Linked DNA regions of Sus scrofa: region 1 is linked to region 2. The links are chromatin contacts, called in public promoter capture Hi-C maps. All regions are on one chromosome and are shown on one strand. The core of a region is the stretch at or near the end of the contact, and the rest is flanking DNA. Distances in the headings are between cores, read along the strand shown. Region 1 holds the start of TRMT13 (tRNA:m(4)X modification enzyme TRM13 homolog). Region 2 holds the start of EXTL2 (exostosin like glycosyltransferase 2).

The links. Promoter capture Hi-C pulls out the DNA fragments that hold promoters and counts their contacts.
Region 1: a promoter capture Hi-C map of liver shows a contact between it and region 2, with 3 times the contacts expected there. The contact joins the promoter of TRMT13 here to the promoter of EXTL2 in region 2. A contact is called at or near these places in 1 of 5 promoter capture datasets (liver) and 1 of 47 Hi-C or Micro-C datasets (liver).

What each region holds. Positions count from the first base shown.
Region 1 is chr4:117,983,803-117,989,996 of Sscrofa11.1, reverse strand. It overlaps TRMT13 (tRNA:m(4)X modification enzyme TRM13 homolog), which reads left to right and starts at 4,364. Exons shown (of 10, transcript XR_002343574.1): 1 at 4,364-4,615. It overlaps SASS6 (spindle assembly abnormal protein 6 homolog), which reads right to left and starts at 4,398. Exons shown (of 17, transcript XM_021090148.1): 1 at 4,062-4,398. The coding sequence starts at 4,378.
Region 2 is chr4:117,393,459-117,399,402 of Sscrofa11.1, reverse strand. EXTL2 (exostosin like glycosyltransferase 2) reads right to left here and starts at 2,192. Exons shown (of 5, transcript NM_001243549.1): 1 at 1,631-2,192. SLC30A7 (solute carrier family 30 member 7) reads left to right here and starts at 3,020. Exons shown (of 11, transcript NM_001136211.1): 1 at 3,020-3,168; 2 at 3,377-3,478. The coding sequence starts at 3,089.

The DNA of each region.
Region 1 (6,194 bases), core at 3,115-5,614, 590 kb before region 2:
AAGGACACAACGAACTTCTTTGCCAAACAGATACTGACTCATAGGCTTTGAAAAACTTATGGTTTCCAAAGGAGAAAGGTTGGGGTGGGGGGATGCACTTGGGGTGTGGGATGGAAATTCTATAAAATTGGATTTTGATGATCATTGTACAACTATAAATGTAATAAATTCATAAGTAATAAAAGAAGTAATACAAAATTTTTAAAAATTTAAAAAAACTATTTCCCATGTTTACTTCAAAAACTTTCCTAGAAGTATCTTGTAGAAAAATGTGAGCTTTCAGAGGATGTGAAATTACAAAACCTATTTTCGCCACTGCAATGGTCACTTTCATGGGAATAATACAAAACAATTTTTTTTAAAAATGCTCTAAAATAAATGCCACATTCTGAATGCTGCATAAATCTGCACAACATCCTCCCTGTCAGTTAGATTTGGCCTTCACAGAACTGGATTCCAGCCCACCTCTACACCTAGTAGCTGCGATCTTAAACTCTCAATGCAAACAAAAGCTACTCTAAGCCAGGTGCTATGCTGGGTGCTAGGGTTACAAACAGAAATACATGTGGCCCATGGCCTCAAACTGAGATCAGATTAAACTACTTTACCCTAGATTTGCATCCGATTTGTAGTTTAAGGCTTCAAGACAGAGGAGGGAAGGGTTACTAGCACTTACTGAGTACATACAGTACTGTGGGCCTGCCAGGCATTTTGCTTATATCATCTTATTTAACAACAATAATCTTGTTAGGTAAATGTGATCTCTGTCTTACAAAGAACTTGAGATGCAGTAAGAAACTTGGTTAAGGTCACACTGCAGACCCCAAATTAGAACTCAGATCTTTCACCTACATGATGCTATCTAACAAATGAATAAATAAGAACAATTTCTACTTGGGCAACTTTGAAAAGGTCTCTATAGCAATGGGATTTAAGACAGACCTAAAAGGTCTTGAAAGAAAAAAGCATTTGAGGTAGAAGGATGAGCAGGAATAAAGGTACGGGTATTGACCATATGATATCACTTATATCTGGAATCTAGTATGTGGCACAAATGAACCTTTCCACAGAAAAGAAAATAAATCATGGACTTGGAGAATAGACTTGTGGTGGCCAAGGGGGAGGGAGTGGGAGGGATTGGGAGCTTGGGGTTAATAAATAAAATCTATTGCTTTAGGAATGGATTAGCAATGAGATCCTGCTGTGTAGCACTGAGAACTATGTCTAGTCACTTATGGAGCATGATAATATGAGAAAAAAAGAATGTATAAATTTATGTGTAACTGGGTCACCATGCTGTACAGTAGAAAAAAAATTGTATTGGGGAAATAACAATTAAAAAATTTTTATAAGAAAAAAAAAGTTCAGTATTGAGAGAATAGCAGGTAGACTCAGAAGCTAACAAGTAGTCTTGTGTGCCTAAGGTATTGAGGAGAGGAGCTCAGGAAATAAAAAAATGAAAAAAGCAGGTTAGAGTCAAACCATGGGCTTCAAAGTTTTGCATCACTCTCCTCCAAGTTCTCTGAGCACTACCACTGTTTGCAACTCAAGTTCCTTCTTCTCTATGGCTTTAGTTCATTTATATTACTTCATGTATTAATCACACTTTAAAAATACCTAATGTTTAGAGAATGCTCTTTGAGTTCCAGGCACTGTTTTAAACACTTCATATGTATGAATTGACTTCATGCTCATAATAACCGCAAAAGGCAGGTACTTTCATTTTCATCAATTTAAAGATGAGGCACAGGGAATTTAAGTAAGAAAAATTGTACATAACCAAACAGAAAGCGGTAGAACTGGAATTTAAACCCAGACAATCTGGCTCCAGAGCCTGAACTCTTAGCCTGTGCCATGCTGCCTCTCCAAAAAAGAAAAACCTTTCTGTTTTCCTTATTAAAGTGTGAGATCCTTGACGGCTAGAATGAAAACTTTTTTTGCTGCTGTTGTTGGAGGAAGGGAGCTTTATATCCTCAGCACCTAGGACAGCGCCTAATACACAGTAGGCATTCACAAACAAGTGTTGAACTGGATTGTTTAAAGAGCCTGGATTGTTTTTCCTGTAAGTCAAGGGCCACATGGTAAATATTTTAGGCTTTGCAGGCCATAAGGTCTCTGTTACATTTATTCATTTCTGCCCTTACAGCACAGAAGCAGCAATAGGTAATTCTTGAACAGATGAGAACAGCTGCATTTAACAGAGCTTTATCAGGTTTCCCGTTGCGGTGCAGTGGATTAAGGACCTGACATTGCCTCTATGAGGATGTGGGTTCGATTCCTGGCCTCACCCAATGGGTTAAAGACCTGGCATTGCTGTGGCTGTGGTGTAGGCCTCAGCTGCAGCTCCAATTCAACCCCTGGCTGGGGAACTTCCTTATGCTACAGATGCTACTGTAAAAATATAAAATAAAGCTTTACAAAAAAAGGCAGTGGGCCATTTGGTCCATGGGCTCTAATAGTGTGCTGACCCCTGCTGCAGGAGAAAGGAATACATGAAACCTTTCTAAGCAAGAGAAATGAAAAGGCTGAAATAGTGTTTTAAGGAGGTAACTGTGATGACAATGTAATGAGATGAAGAAGTGCTAGGAGTTTCAATATTGGAATCAGAAATTATGCCCCCCCAACATTTTATCTCTCTATAATCATTCCAGAACAGGGCTGTCCAACAGAGATACAATGAAGCCACCTATGTAATCTTTAACTTTTTAGAAGCCACATTTAAAAAATTAAAACGGATAAATTAATTTTAATATTTAACCCTATATATCCAAAATATTGCCTATATATGCAAAATGCAAAATACATGTTAAGATAATGATTTATAAATTCCATCAATATAAAAATGGAAACATTTTACATACCTTTTTTCTCATAGTAAGTTTTCAAAGTCCAACGTGCATTTTACTCATGCCACATCGGTTCCGATTAGCTCCATTTCAAATGTCCAATAAACATAGTGGCTCCCATATTGGGCAGCACAAAAGAATAACCAACTAGTCTACAAATCTCCATTTACAGCTGCTGGTTTTGGTACCATCTCCTCCCTGGCTTGCCAATTGATTCTGGACCTAATTCTGAACTACATACTAATTTCACATCACTGGCAGCTCAACAAATCAATGTCTTCATTTCTTTTAATGTCACATTTCCACACCACTTAGTTTTCACATATATTTTCACACCTGATCCTCATTAACAACCAACCATGTAGGTAGCCATGTTTTATCAGCTTTACTAATGAGGAAAATCAAGGTTCAGAGAGGAGCCAGCTGACACTGAGTGGTGCACTTGAGACAAAATTGAAATCTCCTGCCAAATCTCCCTACTTCGGCCTCAACAGCACCACCTCTTTAACCAAAGTTGTAACTTTTACATTTATCTGTGATACTGGCCTTTATTTCCACCCTCACCAGACTGTAAACTCCACCAACACAAGAACTCTCCTGATCACTGTATCCCCGGTGCCCAGGAAGAGTGTTCAACGTTTGTTGAATGACTAAATGAATATATGGTTTTCAACAATTGTTTTTCAATTTATTACACGTAATTTATTTTTAGTAACTATGACGAAAGAGAGGCAATACACCACAAATTTGTAGAGTTTTTTTTTTTTTTTTAAGTCTAACCTTGCATTTACTTCCAGTAGCGTTCAAAGGAGAGAGGGGGGAAAAAGGGCCGTGAGCCAAAGCCTGAATTCTAGTGCCCGCCCGCCGTGAACTCGTGAGCTCTCACGCAAATTACTTAATTTCTCTGAGCCAGACTTCTTATCCGTCAAAAAGAGAAATGGGCTATCATCTCCATGACAACATCCAGAGATAAGACTTAAAAAAAAACACACACAAAAACTGATGCGGGTCGGCGACCCATTCCTCACTCTTCCCTCCCCAGCAACGGCAGACTTTGAAACGACCACGAGGTCCCAGCCAGCTCTGTCTCCGCGGCCCGGGGAGATGGGCCGCACACCCAGCGCAGGCCGGGGCCCACCGGCCGGAGCCGCCATCTTTCCCCCTTGGCCCGACCCCTAACCGCCACCCGCGGGCACAGAGTAACGCGGCCCTCACCTCTCCTCGCAGTCTTTACATTTCACCTGCAACGGGACGAGTTGCTGGAACAGAATCTGGCTCATGCTGAACCCCTGCCCCGGCCGGTGTGCGGAAAAACCCAAACGGGCCGGCGGGTCAGCGGTACTAGCCTGAAAGGCCTCCGGGGCCTGTTTAAGTTTGGCGCTCGGCTTCCGCGGAAGAGGCGGGGAAAGTGAAGCAGAGACGATACGGAGGAGGTTTGGGCCTCGCCGGCCACCATCAGCTTCTTCCGGTTTTGTGACGGCTGGGCGGTCGTTCCGGGTACCCTCCTGCGTGGCGGGATCCGAGGCCGCCATATTTGTTAAGGGAAGGGAACCCGAGAGGCGCTAACAACTTTTCCTCTCTTCGCCGGATCGATGCTTGCTACCTGAAGTAAGCCCTGAATTATGGCGGCTTCTGCGCCGACACCGCATGGAACTGACTCTCCAGCAGAGGGGCGATGCGGTTACTATGTGGAAAAGAAGAAGCGGTTCTGCAGGATGGTGGTGGCAGCGGGGAAAAGGTTCTGTGGTGAACACGCTGGAGCGGCGGAGGTCTGGTATCGCCTTACCCTCTCGAGGGTCGGAAATAAGTTTCCTGGTCCGGCACTTTCCCTCTCTGACAGATTTCTGCTTCTGTCCCCTGGAGTTTCCAGCTTTTCCCGTGATAAACGCAGTCCTGGCCTCCCTAGGGAGCGATGATGAGCCGTAGTGAAGTGCAGTGTTGTCTTGTACTAAGTAAAGCGCCAGCAGTGACCCGTTTATCTTGATACCAACTCGTGGTAACGCTAGATTGTAGTTTTACCGCAGACTACCGCTTCTTGCGCTCCGCTCACTCTCCGCCTTCCTGATGGGAAGTGGTGGTTTAGAAAGAAGACAGATCCCAAGGTTTCACTCATTGTGTTTTCATTGTTTTGTGAACGATAATCACTTCTTGTGAATTATTGTGAGTCACTTCTTGTGAATTAGATGTACAGTCTTTTGAAAGCAACTAATAACTACTTTGCTGCAAAGGGGAAGGAAAGATTTAAAAACATGTAAGAATTGACTCAACACTGAGAACAGAAACTGTATGATTTTGTTCCATTAAACGTATGATTGTGATGTCGAACTATATATCTTTATGTATGTGTTTTTCTTTAGGAGATATATGATAGAAAATTTTAAAAACAGCAAGAGCAGAATGCTTATAGAAAGAGCATGTTTGATAGCTTTTAGAACAATTAAACCAAATAGACAAGCATCTGATTTCATGTCTTCTGAATGTCCGGTGTTATTTACATTTCTTTTCTTTGTGAGTCCGATGGTTTCTCCTGCTAGGCAATGTCTAATACAGATGCGCGTGCGCGCGCGCACACACACCCCCTCCAGCCCTGCCATCTGCTACTGTCCCTCATAGCCAAAGCTGTACTTCATGTGTTGATTTGACTGACATTTGCGTAGAGTGAAGTGTACTAAAACAAGCAGATTCTTGTTTTGGAATGTAAGTGACTTGTGACTTACAAGGACTCTTTGAAGTACACTCACTGTTGCCTTGGCTGGTTTTGAGGGGACCAGCAAACATCCCCTGATCGAAAAATGAGCTTTATGATTGGAGGAGGCCTTTGTCCTCACTCTAAGACCTTACACTTCACCGTGACCAGACGTCCAGAAGGTGACTGCAGATGCTGAGAGTAGTAGAATAGAAATAGGTCCTTACAGAGTGATTTGTATTCCTAGAAAGGAATAACATCATGTTATTAATCCCTTAAAGAAAGGTTGCAAAATACCAAGTGGAGACACGTTCCATGATTATGATTTGGTTTTCAATTTGGGGCATCCTACTGAATCTGTAATTTATTATGTAACTGAGTGGTATGTTTCCATCTTTTTTTCTTAAGTGTCATCTATAGCTGAGACCACTTGTACTCATTTCACCCAGTGGTTCTTAAATGGTGGTGGTTTAGTCCCCCCAGGAGACACTTGGCAATGTTTGAAGACATTTCGGTTGCCACAGCTGAAGAGTGTTTCTTGCGTCTAGTGGATAGAGGCTGGAGAAGCTAACTTAACATCCTACAATGGGTAGGAAGGCCCCCACAAGAAAGAACCATCCAGCCCAGAATATCAGTAATGCCAAGACTGAGAAACTTTCTGT
Region 2 (5,944 bases), core at 943-3,442:
ACTGGAACCTTGAACCCAAGGAGCTGGAACTTTGGCTGGAGACGAGCTTCTGCCCCTTCATCTTCTCTGCTTTCATTTCTCACAGCCCTTAATCGCACATCTAAAAGGCTGAGTTTTTTCCCCCATATAGTTTGCATAGTTACCCTAATGCAGATATATAGATAGATAGATACATATTTCTATTATGTAATCTTATAAACCCACTGAATCTTATATCATATGAAGGAATTCAGAACTGATTGGAGACTTGTAGGATACTGCAGCTGTAATGACCACCTGCATACAGCTGAAGAATCATTTTTGATTTTCCCAAATCATATTCTTTCATGATACATGTTATGGAAGGGGCAAAAGGAAGGCTTAACATGTATCTAAACTCGAGTGACAGTTGTTCCTCCCTGCTACATCAAAAGCACTCTTGTGCACATCTTAAATATTATGCAGTTCTAAAATCCTGGCCTGATTTGCCCTCTCCTCACATCTAGCTTCTTTCCATAAAATTCCTCCAGGGAAAGAACCTTGACTTGTCAGGTTTTGTAACCCACTTCCCTTCCCCCACCTCTGCCCAGCACAGAGCCTAGTACATGGTAGATGTTCACTGAATGACTGTTGAATGAATGAAAGAAAGTAACTTTAGCTTTGATATGACAATACATATTGGTTAACATATATGGGGCAATCATTTCAAGAAGATAAAAGAAGTGAGACACATCAAACATTTTCCACTCAGAGAACTTTTCGTGATTTAAAGTGTCCAATTACCATTTCTAGTAAAATGCTTTTCGTATTGCAGTTGGTAATTTTGCCACTTAAGGATGAAAGATGTGAAGTGGCATTGCCGCCTTTTGAAAGAAGGCCCTCATGGGAATAGCTATCTTATATTTTGGGGGTGAGGAGTGGGGACTTAGGAGTCCCAGGACCAATACAACTGAAATTAAACTTCAATTTTTCCAACTTATTTAAAAGCTATTATGAAAAAGGGTATTGCAGATTTCTCTATAAACCAGCTGAGCAATTTCTCATCCAAAGCAATATAAGATAAAATGCAGAATTTATCTTCAAAGGCAGAATACAAAAACACAAGCTCAAATTCCAGCTGACCTTGATGAGTTAAGGGAACGCTGCAAATCAGTTGCTGACATTTAGTTACTTCCATATACCCTCACCTCCCCCCCCCCAGCAAAGTTACATCATATTGAAATAAAGCAGCTTTGGAGAAAAACTCAATTGCCATGGAAATATTTATCTTGAACCCAGTTTGTACCCACTGATGTTTCCCTGGCAGTGCAGTTGAATAAAATTCAGTCTATGGCTAATATAAAAGCTTCCTAAAAATATAAATAAATGCTACTAATTGAAAATATTTCTTTAAGTTAAAATAATGAAATATATGCCTAGAAAGGCAAAGTACTCTTTCCAGAACTTAATTTCTGGAATCTAGCTGTTTTTATAAAGCAGTTTTAATTAACATGGACATTTAAAAAAAATTGCAGAGTACATAAATTATGTTTTTAAAAATAAAACCACCTAATCACCACCCCACATACTCACAAAGTTCCAAGGAGAGCAAAACACATATATGCTCACTGCAGAACATTTTTAACATGAGAGCATTTTGGTATTTCCTTACCTCGAGTGCAGAAGATTGCAGTGGGACCAGCCGATTTATTTGCTTGCAGCTTGGTGATCATAAAACGGAAGGGGCGTCTCGCTTGCTCATTTTTTGTTTTTTTCCAAACCCAGTAGCGTGCAAGGACTTGGCGTCACTCGCTGGATGGATAACCTGGATGAAACGCTGACCGCAAAGAGAGAGCCTGAAGCAGGGGGCCGTCCCGGGCGGCCACCCCTCCCTTTCGGTGACGCTCCACTTCCTGTTAGACTATAAGGCTGTTCCCAAGAAGCTCGGTTTTGTAGTTTCCAGCCCACCTCCAAAAGCCGGTCGTCCTTTATCCCCATTTCTCCCCCAAGACAACACCTTGTACTCATTCAGGTGATGGACCACCTGACCTTACCCAAGCAATTTCCCGGAAAGACGCCCGAAGACGAGTTCCAACGACCGTGGGTGCCCAGGACAGGCCCGTCGGGCTAGCCTCCCCGAGCTCCGCACGTCCCTGCGTCCCACCAAAGAGCCTGTTTTTCCTGCACTTCCTCGCGATGGGCAGTGGGGTTCTGACGAGCGTTAGAGCCGCGACTGCGGCCTCCGGGATGACCTGGAAGTGAAGGGGACGTGTAGGAACTCGAGTTTTGGGTTATCTGCGGATTGAGAATTGTCGTGGAAGCAATGCCTTAACCAAACCTGCATTCCAACCCAGTCTCGTCGGCGCTCCTTTTAAAGGGTTCTCTTAAATACATTTAAAATTCTTTCGGAAGACCTTTATTGATTGCCTCCAGCGTGGCAGTACGGAGAGGTCAGGCGCTGTTTTCGGGGGGCGGGGCGGGGTGGATTGTTAGGATGTGGGTGTCCAGGGTTCACCCAGCAAAACCATCATTTGCGCTTCCTGTGGAGTGAAGGCGAGAGAACGTGCGGCCTAGGTTCTTAAGCACTGCTGCCCAGGGCATCAGGTCTTAATGATAACAGGGGTAAGGGCGAAAGGGCTGGCGCTGGACGCCAGCGCATCCGGGAACATCGGCGGTAGGCGGTCAGGGTGGACGAGTGCGGGCTCTCAACTTCCCACCCAGCCCAGGCCGTGAGAGGGCCAGCTCAGGACTTTCCTCCTCAGTCCAGGTGGCGGGACTCCACCCCAGGTCGGCCCTTTGGAACACCGAGTCGTTGCAACCACCTTTAACTCGCAGAAAAACCCGCGCAGCCCCGCCCCCTGTCGTAAGCCCCGCCCCACCGCGCAAGTCCCGCCCTCGGCCCCGCCTTCCCCCTTTCCCGTCCCAGGACGCGTTGCGCGGCCCGGGCCGGAAGTCGGCGGGTTCCCGGGTGTGTGTGTCTGAGTCTGTGTCTGAGTCTGTGTCTGGAAGCGGCGCGCGGCCCGGGACAAGCTCCGGGGCTTCCCATCTGAGGCGTCACCACTGTCACTACCATCACCCACGGAGCCGCTACTAGTGGGGTGTAGACCCGGCCCTTCGCCGGGCAGAGAAGATGTTGCCCCTGTCCATCAAGGACGATGAATACAAACCACCCAAGTTCAATCTGTTCGGCAAGATCTCGGGCTGGTTTAGGTGCGGGGTGCTGTGTTTGCGGGATGGGGATGTCTGGCAGAAGGGGAGAAGGCCCAAACCTAAGGATGGCTCGAGGTCCAGGGAGGGAGCGTCGGGGACACCCTCGTTTTGAAAGTGTGGACTGGGAGGGTCTTGAAAGGAGAACCCAGCCTCCGGGTCCCGGCCCGCTTTGACTTTCCCGGCTCTTCCCCACTTGTGTCATGCCTAGGTCCATCCTGTCGGACAAGACGTCTCGGAACCTGTTTTTCTTCCTGTGCCTGAACCTCTCTTTCGCTTTTGTCGAACTACTCTACGGCATCTGGAGCAACTGGTAACCAAAGGGAAAAAGGGTTGGGGCGGAAGCAGAGGGTGGGGGAGACGAAACACTGTTTGCTTAGTGCCACGTAGCTGCTCACCGGGAGGTTCAGGTCTTGCCTTTGCCACCACCTCTGCTGCAGAGTTGCTTTCTCATATCCACACTGGTCTGGCATGCTTACGTTTCTTAAAATTCTGGGCCATCACATGCAGCAGTTAAAATTTAGGTCCCCGCTCCCTCCTTCCACCACCACCCCCTAGTCCGATAAACGCGAGTGCCAAGACCCTTCTTCAGTTTGACACATGGAGACAGTCTTTTGTCTTTACACGCGTTAGCTTTGCCCCACTTTCTTGGAACTGGGAGAAACACGTTTCCTGCCTCTCTGTGGGGGAGTGGCATTTAGATTCTCCCTTAAAAGTCCGGGAGGGAATATCACATGTTCTACTTAATATGTTATTAGATCTTGGAATGAGGAAGAGGTTTTTAAAAGGGATATCTTTATATCCCTTTTGATGCTCTTTTTTTTCTTGGCATTAGGCTGAAACTGTCTCATGATTTTCCTCCGGTCTTGACTGCGGTAGAAAATCCCGTGTAGTTTTCTGAAAGCTTTACATCTTTTGAGTTGATGGTTTTTGGTGTCACATTTGGTTGTTTTGGTTTTGTTTTTTAACTGCTTTGCGAAGAGGTATATCCAATATAACTGTACTGTTATCCGGGTGTTTGCTGTTGAATAATGTAAGATCTTGTAAAATTGGCTAACAATAAGATCATCTCACTTGGAGGTATACTGATGCATCTTTAAATATCATACACATTTGAGAATCTTATAAAGCCAACACTTCAAAATTTTATCTGGGGGTTCCTGTTCTGGCTCAGCGGAAACAAATCCAACCAGGAACCATGAGGTTGAGGTTGAGGGTTCGATCCCTGGCCTCGCTCAGGGGGTTAAGGATCCGTCGTTACCGTGAGCTGTGGTGTAGGTCTCAGAGGCTGCTCAGATCTGGCGTTGCTGTGGCTCTGGTGCTTAGGCCACGCTACAGCTTATTTCGACCCCTAGCCTGGGAACCTCCATATGCCGTGGGTGCGGCCCTAAAAAGAAAAAAAATTATATAAAACTTAAGTTTTTTCTTGGGTTCCTTGAAGTAGATCTTGGACCCCAAATTAAGAACTATGCCATCTGGAGTTCCCATCGTGAGGCATTGAAAACGAATCTGAAACGAATCCATGAGGATGCCGTTTCAATCCCTGGCCTAGCTCAGTGCGTCGGGGATCCCTGGTTGCTGTGAGCTGTGGTGTAGGCCGGCAGCTGTAGCTCCAATTCGACCCCTAGCCTGGGAACCTCCATATGCCAACAGAGCGGCCCTAAAAAGCAAAAAAACCCCAAACAAACCAGAAAAAAAAACAAAAAAACCCAAAAACTATGCCATCTATGCTTTATTTCCTAAGAATTAAATACACTTAGTCTCTGTTCTTTAAGTGCATTTTCAGAGAGAATTGCTGTTCTTGATCTTTATCTCTGTTGAGTTTGAACAATGACCTCAGGTGATACCACCAGTTTCTGAGACATGTATACCTTCATCTGAAAAAGGACCTTTCAATTCAAATGTCACTTCAGTTTTATCAGAAATTCTCAGCTGATTGTGAAGGTTATTGGTTTAGTCACCATTTGAGTGTAAAAGGCATATTGAAACATAATAAAAATCTCAATATATGTAATAACCATTTATAATCCTCTGGGAATCAGGTATATGTGTCCTATAATAGTAACACCCTATAATGTATTGTACATGTGAAAAGCACTGTATTGTTTTAGCTTGTATTGAAATAATCATACTTTATTACAAATATACCAGATTTTCATTTTATATTGTCCTCTTCCTAAATTATGCTATATTGTGGCATAGGTGCTGACTGCATCAGGACTATATCTTGGTTTGCCTGTGTACGGTTTTGCTACAGTTACTTTATATTCCAATGTCTTATGTTTCACTATGGCTTTCCATTGCGTAAATTACTATATGAAATGTCTTGAAGGAGTTCATATTTGAAGTGCCTAAACCATCTCTTTATAGAAAGTTGGGTATATAGTAATTCTTTGGATCTATAGGGATCTATTGAGGAAATTACTAAAACTATTGTTCTCCAAGTCATTTGTAAATATTCCCCAGTACCTGAGGAAAACATCAGTGATACATGACTTGTTCTGCCTTCAGGTGGCCTGTTTCTTTTGACTTTAGGCTTTTCCTCCTTCAGTTTTCTCCCTTTCCTTGTGTTGTATCTTTCAGATTTTGCAATCTATCTCTGAACTACTATCATGCCTAGATTAATTAGTGGGTATTCATTATTATGTTAATCCGCAGATCCGCAATCACTTTTTCTCCAATATTAATTTTGATTGGCTGATTGGGAATACACATGTGTTCTGCTGAAGTCTTGGCAGACTTAGAAATTGCTTGGGCCTTTTCATTATCTGGCTTTTTG